3 separate regions of the Neogale vison genome follow, and regions 2 and 3 are each linked to region 1. Evidence: chromatin contacts called from public Hi-C data. All regions are on one chromosome and are shown on one strand. Each heading gives the region's core, a stretch centred on a gene start, on an enhancer-like site or on the middle of the called end of the contact. The rest is flanking DNA. Distances are from core to core; before and after follow the strand shown. Region 1 holds the start of PDS5A (sister chromatid cohesion protein PDS5 homolog A). Region 2 holds the start of RPL9 (60S ribosomal protein L9). Region 3 holds the start of UBE2K (ubiquitin-conjugating enzyme E2 K).

Region 1 (3,565 bases), core at 303-2,802:
ATTCCCTTTAATGTCCCATAACGATTATATTCCTACAGAACTATTCAAAGATACAGCCAAGAAAGAACAATACCTTTCAGAGAGAGTAAAAAAACGAGATGATAAAATACCTAAAAAAGCCTGGGTAGGTGAAACTGTAAAGGCCAGGCCTAGCAGTGCAGTAATACCACAGGACAGAGCACCCCCTGCCACAAACGTCTGAAGTGTGAACACTGTGTCCAGTCGCTTACCTTCAGTCGCTTGATCATTTCATCCGTGGTGATCTTGTCGGTGATCTCCTTTACCCCCGGAGGGTAAGCGATCTTCCCGTCTGCACTCACGACGCCACAGAGGGCAGTGGCAGGCTTGGGCTGCGCGGTGAAGTCCATCCTGGGGGACAACTTTTCTTTCACAGTCCTCTACCGGCCTCTATCGGTCAGAAAACAAAAGTTCAGCGAGAAAAGGGAGACTTTGTAACCTCTTTTTTCATTTCAAAAATCTCTAATCTGCAAAGGGCCCTTTCTCCGGGAAGGCCGGGGGACTCGGCGGCGGCCCCGCCACTCGCCCCTCCCCGGGCCTGGACCCTGGTGGCCGCCCCGCCACCCCCACTCCCGCGGGCCCGGCCAGCCCCGCCAGCCCCGGGCCCACGGGGCTCTCCGGCCCCAGCGGCCGCGGGAAGCGCCGAGCAAGCGCCAGGAGTTTCCCATTCCGCCGTTCACAATGAAAGCCTCCCCCAAGCACCGAGGTCCGAAGTTTGGCAGCATCCCGAGCCCGGCGAGGCCCTCACGGCCCCCGCTCGGCCGGAGAGAAGCTCCGAGTCCCCGCCCGGCCAGTCCCCTCCGGGAAAGGAGACGCGAGGCCTATAGGGCTCGGCTTAGGCCGCAAAACTAGGGACCCAACCCGACCCACACGCTACGGTGGCTCCGGGAAACGAACGCCTTTGCCGGGCCGAGCTTCGGGACCCCCGGCGTCCCCGCCACGCTCCCGCCCCTCCCCTGTCCCGCGGGAGGGGAAAACAAGCCGCCCTCCACCCCAAACCCCACGCCAGGAAGCGGCTGACGCGGCTCCGCACTTCACATTTTGTTCCTTCAACTTCGGCGGAGGGGCCCCGGCGGCTTCTCTCGACCCCGAGTGCTCGGCGCCGTCCGGCGCTGCCGAGGCCTTACTGGCACCTCCGGGCAGCCCCGCCGGGCCTCGGTCCCGCGTCCCCCCCCCCCACCCGCCCGCTCTGGTCTCCCCTTCCGTCCCCTCCCTCCACCAACCGAGGGCGGGAGCCGAGCCGCCGCCGCCTTTACCTCCTCCTCCTCATGCGGGCGGAAGGTGCATCGAGCTCCCGGGCCTCTGTCAGGTGGTTGCGCCGCCGCCCCTCGTCGGGCTGCACACAAAGCGGCTCCGCGGGTCCCGCCGCCGCCGCCGCCCGCCCCGGAGCGGCGCTGGGGCTGGCGGTGCCGAGGAGGAGCAGCCGCCGCGGGGGGAGACGCGGGGCGAGTGTGTGCTGGGCGGGGAGACACTGCCGCTCTCCGTCTGGCCGAGGAAGAGCAGCCTCCGAGAAGGCTCCTCCGGGAGCGTGTGCGCCCGTGTCCGCCCGAGACCCCCGCGGCCCGCCCGCCCGCACCTCGCGCCGGCCGGGTCCGCCGACCGGGACCCGGACGCCCCTCGCAGCGGCGCGCGCCCGGCCGTCCGTGCCCCCGGGAGCCGGCCCTTCGCGCACACACCAGTCGGTCACGCGAGCGGTGCGAGAGCACGCGAGAGCAGGGCGCGCGCCTCGCTCCCTCCCCTTCCTCCGCCGGCCGTGCCTCCGCCTCCCTCGGGCCTGAGGCGGCCGCGCGCGGGGCGGACAGCGCCGCCACCCGGTTGGCGCCAAGACTTGTCGCGCGGAGCGCCTCTGGGAAGATTGGACCCAAAGGGCAGGCCGAGGAGGGGCCCCTGTGGCGGGAAGAGAACCCGGTCCCAGAGGCCCCTGTGAGGGCAGGCAAGACGAGATGAGCTTTACGTTACGCCGCGAAGATGAGTTCATGACTTTTGGGGGTCATCCTGAGAGGCATGGACGGAACTGCTTGAAAGACGGTTAATTACTCGGTGAAAATGAACTAATTTCCTCCCCAGGAACAGAAGAGCTGCAAACTGAGGAAAAGTTTTACAACATGGCACGACGTGAGCTACTCATTCTTGTTCCTTCTGAAAGCCACAGGAGTTTTTGCCTTCCCCTCTTTGCATTTCTAAAATTAATAGTTTGAAAGATAGAAAATACGAAAGTAGCTTTGAGTCGAATAGTTCTCAAAGAATGGTCTGAAACGTAGGTTCCTGGGCTCCACTCCCAAACCTAGAGAACAAGGATCTCTGAGTGACACCCAGAAGTAAGCGTATTTGCAAATTAGCTAGATGGTTCTTGTGAATATAGAAATAGAAATATTTCTTAAAAATGTTTTAAATATACCCAGAATAACTTTTTCTTTTTTCCAAAGGATAAAATGCAGTGGGTTTGAACATTTTAATGTTAAAAAAAAAAAAAAAAAAGGCAAATGAACCTCAGGTGCTCATGTATCAGAAGATGAAGTTGAAAAAAGAATGGAATAATACGAAATAGCATTCAGCTTTTGAAACTGATCACTACCATAGTTTAAGATTATATTCGGTTGTATTCGATTATTATTTTTGATGAATATCCACTGGTCTTTTCCACATCCTTTACTTGGTCTGAAAAATATTAAAGGTAATGTACTCACTGAATTGTTTTTCAGATATTACACAAGGGAGCTCTCATCTTGGAATGGAACTGGCCATAGTTGCTCATTTGCTAGAACTACTCAAAAGTCAGTGCTTTGTTCTTGGGCATTTAGAGTAGCAGACAATCCATTTAAGTTCATCTTCATTCAAACAACTGAACTTACCAAAACCTACTCTCCTTTAAGTGCTCTCTCTCAAAGTGTTTTTTTTTTTTTTAAAATCTGTCACAAATAACAGAAGAGTGATACTTTTCATTTTATTTTTTTATCCGAGTAATTTACCCGTTATTAAATGGAATTTTATATATGCTTATAAGTTTTAATTTTACACAATTTATGATTTTTTAATATGTTTGACATTATAAACACTCACAAGATTAGTAAGCCCTAAGGATTACAACCCGTAAGTAAACTAAATTTAGGGGTGCCTGGATGGCTTAGTTGGCTAAGGGACCGACTCTTGATTTTGACTCAGGTCATGGTCCCAGGGTTGTGAGATTAAGCCTGGTATTGGGCTCTGCACTGGACATGGAGACTGCTTGAAATTCTCCTTTTTTTTTTTTTTAAGATTTAATTTATTTATTTGACAGACAGAGATCATAAGTAGGCAGAGAGGCGGGGCGGGGACGGGCGTGTCCCTGGACCCTGGGATCATGACCTGAGCGGAAGGCAGCGGCAACCGACTGAGTCACCCAGGTGCCCTAGATTCTCCATTATTTCTCCCTCTCTTTCTGCTCCCCCAAACCCCCCAAAATAAATAAATAAATAGAATTTATACAATTCTGAAAAATAGGAATTCTGAAATCTCTGCTTTTAACCTCCTTTCTTAAACATTTGTCTCCACTTGCTGGGGCACCTGG
Region 2 (3,565 bases), core at 431-2,930, 460 kb before region 1:
AAAACAAAACCAAAAACAACACTACACATCCTACCCCCCCCAAAAAAAAACGCCATTAGGCTACTATCAAGACCATCTGGTCTTCAGTCAACATTTATCACTTAATCCTCAAGACCCACAGATGCCGATTATAAACTGCCAAGATCACCTTTCCCCAAATACCTCCATGAACTACAGGCATAGTCTACGTTCTGCAGCAGACACTCGGGCTGCATGCACGCTGGACAGCAGAGAAGCCTCCCCTCCCGAAAGGAGGCCGTCTGACCCCTCTGCTTACCAGTGTAACGCCCTTGATCATGTTCTGCACGTGACTACAGATGGTGCGAACCGTAGCCAGCTCTTTCCTGTTCCCCCACCATTTGTCAACTCGGAGCTGTAACAGAACAAAAACTTCGTATGATTCCTTCCTGTAATACAGATCCACTTACTCAGGGAATTGCTCTGGATTCCAGCATTAGCCTTCATTAAAGCAATCACGTCTGAAGTCCTCTATTACGATCTTTTTTGATACTAGACGTCACAAAACACATTTCACAAGGGAATGCCAACCCAGAAATACTCATTTTTCAAGTTGCATCCTACTTCACTCCTAGAAAACTAACACATCAGGCTTCCAAGACCTGCCTGGTCCCTAAGATTCCTAATACTGTCACCCACTGGTGACAGTATTAAGATCCTGATGCTGACGACGACTACGGTACTAACACTGAGCTTTATCATCAGAATTCGCTCTCCCGACCTCACTGAAGCAGTCCCGCGGACACTAGCCACACCATCCCACACCCTATTTCAAGCTAAAACGAGGAATCTCGATTCTGTCATTCCTACAGCCACCAAATCCGGGGTTACTACATCACTCCCTTGCACCCCAGCCACGGATGGGTCGGAAGAGGAAACAGAACACGACACGAGCCGCATCTCACCCTCTTCTTTTTCTTTCCAAGAAGACTGAGTTCTACGTTGATGTGGTTGAAGTCCCTTCGCAGGGTTCCTCTGGGGCCCTTCACGATCACCGTGCGTCCCTTCAGGGTGATGTCGACTGAAAGAGAGCATCGGTGAGGCCTCGGAACCAGGTACAAAGCAGGCAGTAAAGACCAAGAGGAGCACAAACATCAGGTCTCATACCATTCTCCGGGATGTCGACCGTCTGATTGCTGAGAATGGTCTTCATCCTGAAACACAGACCCTGGGGTTACGAGGCCGGCGCGGGGCCTGTCTGCGGCCACACCACCCCGCACGGAGCTCCGCTGCCCCCGGAGACCCGCAAGCAGAACCCCCGGGGCGGACACAGGACGACCCACCCGGAGAACGGCCCCCGCCGAGTCCTGCCCAGGAAACGGAGGCTGCTAGGCAGGGGCTATGAGCACAGCGGGCGAACTCCCGCTCGGCGCACCCCTAGCAGTCATTACGGCGGCGCCAGCCCGGCAAGGCTGAGGGGTGGGGGCAGGCCCACAAGCCCAATACAGTTCTCGAATCCCAAGGCCGCCAGATCCATATGGCGCTCGCCGCGCCGGGAAACGACCAACACAGAGGATGCGAGCGCCAGACCCGGACCCCGGGCTTTCCCCGAGCCGATGGCTTCAGATTCCCAAAACACAAATTTCCGAAACAACCTCACCTCGCAGTAGATGCGGCAAAGAGAGAGCGTCGTTCGTCATCACGTTCTTGTAACCCGTCTGGGCCCTGCGTATGACGTCATGAGCGCGCGACCCTACCAGGCTAAAGCAGCCAATCGCGGAGCAGCTCAAGTACCGCTGGGTCTGCGGTGGCTCAGGTTCCTCGTCATAAACCGAGCGACGGTGTGTTGATCTGTCTTTCCCAGGAATTAGTGATCCCTCGACCCTCCTAGGAAAAAAAAGAGAGGGATGTCTCTACGCTGCGGGGGCGCCGCCTGCACCGTGGGGCCCCGGGTGAGCGGCGGGGCGAGCAGGGTGCGGGCCCGGGGTGGAGGGGCTCCCATCTCTTTAGAGCGCCCAATAATAAGGCCAGCACTTACTAACGTTTACTTGAGCTAGACGCTGTTCTAAAATTTTTCATGTAGTATCTCATTTAATTTTCCCGACACACGATCGTGTAGAGTCTCTGGTATTGGTTTGTAGGTCTCTCTGGCAGGCGATGAGCGGTTTCCCCCCCGCCAACCCGCCCCGCGTATCAGAGTGATCTGAACCCTGTATTATTAGTTGGAGCATTATAGGAGCACGGCGTTGAGCACGCCAGATTCCTACTTTGTGTTCGGGTCTGTCTTTCTACTAGACATCGTTCTGGGCAGTGAGAACAAAAGCCTGTGTTCTGCCTTTAGAGGTAGAGTGATCCAATGCAGTAGCAATACCGCAACACCCCAACAGGCATTCTTTTTTAATTGTTGAAGGTTCTCTTGCGTTGCATGTACTGACTCGTGAATTTTAGTGTTTTGGCTATCTTGTACACGTTCGTGTTCAGATCTAGAAGCCAGTGTTTTCTTATGGTCAACAAATGGACTACCATGTTCAAAAATAGAATGTAATCTAAAAAATTAAAACATTAGGTTTGGTTTCCCTCCTTCCAGTTCTTTAAAACCAACTGAGCGTTACCTCTACGTTTTAACACTATGCCTATCCAAAGCCCAGATAGGAGAGACTTAATGCAAATTTCCTTTCATACGTCCTTGACTCGACTCAAGAGTGGAAAATTCAGAGCTGTGGCATCCCCAGTTATTGCAGTTTAAACTGTATGAAAGACAGACTTTTAGTAGTTAAGTGGGTCACATGAAAGTGTGACATGTTAGCCAGGTCCAAAGGTTTCCAAATCTGTTGTATCTCTAGCAGTAAACTGTTAGCTCCCATTCTCTTTTAGGTTTCCTTTGTTCTTGATACTTAAATCCTAGATTCTGAGCTCCTACACAAAGCTTTTAAATTGTTCGACATAATTTCTGTATCATTTCTCTGGTTTTACCCTCTCTTTTAGGTATTAAAGGAGGTTCCAACTAAGTTACTTCAAATCTCACTAAAAACATGTCCTAATGAACTCTCTTTAGATATTTGGAAGATATTTATGCAGTCCAGTCAGAGCAGTAAGTTCCTTGCCAGATAAAAAAAAGGAATTCTTACAAAATGGACCAGGCCTTCAAGATTTTTTATCTGGTGATCTTGTGGACAAGAGCAAGTGGGATGAATATAAAGGAAACTTAAAACGCCAGAAGGGAGAAAGGTAATTGAAATTTTGAGATAAATTCCTTCATTGTGCATTATATTCATGTATAACCAAGCCCTAGATTATAAATTAAATCAGACTTGGCAAATTGAGCTAAAAATCATTAGAAGTGATACAGACATAGAACAGGTAAATAGCTGAAATTGTTGGAATCCTCTGTGCCTTTTGAGTTGTTCTTCAGTCTTCCTAGGACCTAGCCATCCCATTGTGCATTCAGCATAAAATTTCTGCGTAGAGCAAACATTATCACCTTGCTACTAGTCAATTTGATCTTGATGAAATTTCCATTGTTACTGCGTATTGATGATCTAACTTGTTGCTTCTATGTACATATGTCCTATGGATACCTTGCCTTAATTCAAAAGAATGGTGAGGG
Region 3 (3,565 bases), core at 723-3,222, 260 kb before region 1:
CTGTCTTCCGCTCAGGTGGTGATCTCAGGGTCCTGGGATCCAGCCCCGCATCGGGCTCTCTGCTCAGCGGGAAGCCTTCTTCCCTCTCTCTCTGCCTGCATCTCTGCCTACTTGTGATCTCTGTCTGTCAAATAAAAACATAAAAATTAAAAAAAAAAAAAAAGATTCTCTCTCTTTTCCCCTCCCCCGCTTTCTCTTTCTCTCTCAAGGGGGAAAAAAAAAAAAAAAAGACCAAGTCCCTCTCCCCCCAAAATTACCATAGCCTTCTAAGTAGTCCCCCTGTGATTTGAGTGTTGCAAGTTTCTTTGAAGTTCCAAAATTAAGATTGGGGACGGAATGAAGGTGACAAATGTAAAGTACTCAAACAGTTTTTGCACACTTCAAAATGATTATGTTCAATGTACTGACACAGATACACATAGCATTGCATGAATTACATTATAGCAATGATTCATTGTACCATCACCCACACGTACAGTTGGTTCCTCTTAGGACCACTAGGGGGCTCTGCTGGAAGGGTTTATAATTTATGTTAGTCCACTTAGGGAGATGTTTCCAAATGATGTTTTAGAATTCTGACCTCTTAAAACTTGAAAGAGATCATCTAATCCAGCTTCCTTATTTTGTAGGTGAGGAAACAACGCTTGGCCAAGATAGCTAGCATGGAGGAGAGCTGGAATCAAATATCTCCTCTTGGTTCCTGTGGCAGAAGTTCAAGAACTTTTTTCCACATGCTTCCACTTGAATGATTCACTCCAGGGAGTATTTCCTTTTTGGTGCCATAATTTCAATAATTCTGCTAAGACTGTGTATTTGTGGTATTTTTCTAGGTGGATACTTTACTAATTGATTAGGTGAAAGAAGCTCATGAAATAAAAACTTCTAAATAACCTTTATTACTTCTTCCAGAATGTTCTATTTAAAGTACGGCTCAGCACCAAAACCATATTATTTACTGAAACCCTAGCAACGACTTTCAAATTGCCTTTCAAACTTACTTTCCACCTAAAACATTTTACTCTTATCTTCATTTGTTCATTTATTATTTATTGAGGGCCTACCAGTGCCAGACACTGTTGTAGGCCCTAGGCCTACAGAAGTAAAGCTACCATTCCTCCGCAAGAAGCCTCTATTTCTCCATTTTTCACTTAAATATACAAACTATTTTCACATGTTTTAGTTTAGTGGTTCTCATAGTGTAGCAGCAAGAGCAGCAGCATCTGAGAACTTGTTAGAGAAGAAAATTATTAGACCCACCCCACACTCTAGGGATGGGGGTCTAGCAACGTGTTTTGTTTTTTTGTTTTTTTTTAAACAAGCTTTTCAGGGATTCTGATGTACACTGGAGTTTAAACACTGTTAAAACTCGGTATTAATGATCTAAGGAGCTCAAAGATCAACATCTGGCTTCTAAATCCACCTCAGGCATCTACATGGAGTACCTGTTTCAGATACACGGGATGGGACCCAACAATGACCACTCTTTATTCAGTGACGTGTAGTACCTGGAATGATAGTATTAGCAGTGGCACTCTAATGCCTTCAGAACAAAAACGGACCGCAGTGGATTCTTCTGGGCTACACCAACAGAAAATGGGCCGGATCGAGTTCTGGAATGATGTTTTTATACACTAGACACAGTCAGGCACATTATGCCTGTGGGTTCTCGGTCTGGCTGAGTCAGGACGGCGCTCACAGGCGCTGGTAGCCGAGGGGGGGGGGTCCGTTATGTTGGGTTCAGCCTTCAGTCAGAGGCCATGGGTGGAAGCCCCAACCACACCACAGTGATTTGAAGAGAGGCGGAGGCACAAGAGAGGACCCGGGAGGCCCCGGCAGGGTTGGCCAGCGCGGAAGCCGCACCCTCCTGGCCCTAGACGCCGGCAGGGCGGAGCCGCGCGGCCGCAGCTCGGGCTGAGACGCGCGGCGCGGCGCGGCGCGGGCTCGCGTTTGAGGCGTATGGGGCTACAACGGGAGCGGCTGCGCCGCCCGGCCGGGTCACCGTCTTGCGCATGCGCGGACCCGGCGCCATTTTGGTGGCCGGGCGCGGAGGTGATTCCACACTGAGGAGAGCGCGGCGGCCGGGGTGGCAGTGGCAGCATTCGTGTGCTCGGGTGTGAGTCGCCGAGGGAGGAGGCGGTGGTGGAAGAGGTGGCGGCGGTGGCGGTGGTCGTAGCGGTGGCGGAGGAGGCGGGTACGAATCAGCTGCGGGCGGAGACATGGCCAACATCGCGGTGCAGCGAATCAAGCGGGAGTTCAAGGAGGTGCTGAAGAGCGAGGAGGTCAGAAATGAACTCCCGGACATCCCCCACCCCAGCCCAGGGCGGGAGGGTTCTTCCAGCGGCGACCCCAGTATCCCCGGTAGCCCCTGGGTGGCCCTCCTTGCGGTCGCCCTTCTGCCTGTGGGAGAGCAGCAGTCTCCCCCTGCTTCCGTCGCCTTCTCCTCCCCTCCCTGGGCCCTGGGATGGACCGCCTCGCGGGCGGGTGGTCTGGAGAGGAACACGGTTTTGGGGGGCAGATGGAGAGGGGGGCATTTCTTGGGGGAGGGTGTGAGCTCTGGAGAGAGCCCCGAGGCAGTGGCAACAGCTGGAAGTCTGGCTGTAGGGTGTGGAGGGAGCAGGCCGAGCCTGAGAAAACCCGGGAAGTGGGTTGGGGGAAGGGGAAAGGTGGTAACTGGATCCGGAGAGCTGCGCTGCTCAAAGGCCCACACTTTTAAGGGTATTCTACATTATGGCCTGTTTGGCCTCCACCGTCCTTTCCTTTGGGAAGGATCGGTGAAAGGCCTTAGGTTTTGATGAAAGAAGGACGTTCAGAGTTACTCCCTCCTTAGTTCGGTGTTGGGAGAGAAGAGGAGACATAATAGGATACTCTTTTATTTGAGTGGGAGATAAGGGAATTTTCATCTGAGGTAGGAAATTGATTCCAGATTAGATAATTACCTCATTTCCCCCGTCCCCAGCTCCCCAATTTCTAGGCCTCTTTTCTGTTGACATCAGAAGCTTTTTGATTGGGTGAAGGCAAGTTGTTTGGTGTATTAAAGGCACTTAAATATTATTCGTTAGGAAAAAATAATGGAGAGTATGAGTAGCTTATTTCAAAATATTGTTTACAAGTTATAGATCAGAGAGTCTCTCCTAAGGCAGTGCCTCTGTGACTGTTGTATTGTGCCATGAAACTTCATTATGATGTCTCTCATAGTTAACTTGATTCTTACTTTTGAAAAACAGCCCTATTAAAAACATGGGATTTCACCAGATCAATACATTATTATACCTCCTTATTTAGTAGGTTTGTTCCAGTGTATCTTACCTGAAATTATTAAAAATATATTTTTTTGTCTCAAGCTGCTCTTGAGTCTTGCAGAATTTACTCTGATGTTGGTCATATTTATTTATATAATTTAGTCAAAATATCCTTGTGATTTGACTCAAAACCATGCAAGTATAAGTACAATTTTTCATACCCAAATCAACAAGAATGCAGTTTTTTTTCTCCTTGGATTTAACAAAGAGATGAAAAAGTAATACTGAAATACTTACTATTTTCAAGATGTCACATATTTTAATAA

The links. A called contact is a pair of places that touch in the nucleus more often than the background predicts.
Region 2: a Hi-C map of fibroblasts shows a contact between it and region 1, with 9 times the contacts expected there. The contact joins the promoter of RPL9 here to the promoter of PDS5A in region 1. A contact is called at or near these places in 2 of 3 Hi-C or Micro-C datasets (fibroblasts and muscle).
Region 3: a Hi-C map of muscle shows a contact between it and region 1, with 16 times the contacts expected there. The contact joins the promoter of UBE2K here to the promoter of PDS5A in region 1. A contact is called at or near these places in 2 of 3 Hi-C or Micro-C datasets (fibroblasts and muscle).

The regions. Positions count from the first base shown.
Region 1 is chr11:35,218,706-35,222,270 of ASM_NN_V1, reverse strand. PDS5A (sister chromatid cohesion protein PDS5 homolog A) reads right to left here and starts at 1,552. Exons shown (of 33, transcript XM_044224443.1): 1 at 1,275-1,552; 2 at 231-408. The coding sequence starts at 368.
Region 2 is chr11:35,680,499-35,684,063 of ASM_NN_V1, reverse strand. RPL9 (60S ribosomal protein L9) reads right to left here and starts at 1,680. Exons shown (of 8, transcript XM_044224490.1): 1 at 1,619-1,680; 2 at 1,126-1,172; 3 at 924-1,039; 4 at 278-373. The coding sequence starts at 1,171. LIAS (lipoyl synthase, mitochondrial) reads left to right here and starts at 1,764. Exons shown (of 11, transcript XM_044224488.1): 1 at 1,764-1,910; 2 at 3,014-3,186. The coding sequence starts at 1,866.
Region 3 is chr11:35,475,331-35,478,895 of ASM_NN_V1, reverse strand. It overlaps UBE2K (ubiquitin-conjugating enzyme E2 K), which reads left to right and starts at 1,972. Exons shown (of 7, transcript XM_044224452.1): 1 at 1,972-2,279. The coding sequence starts at 2,010.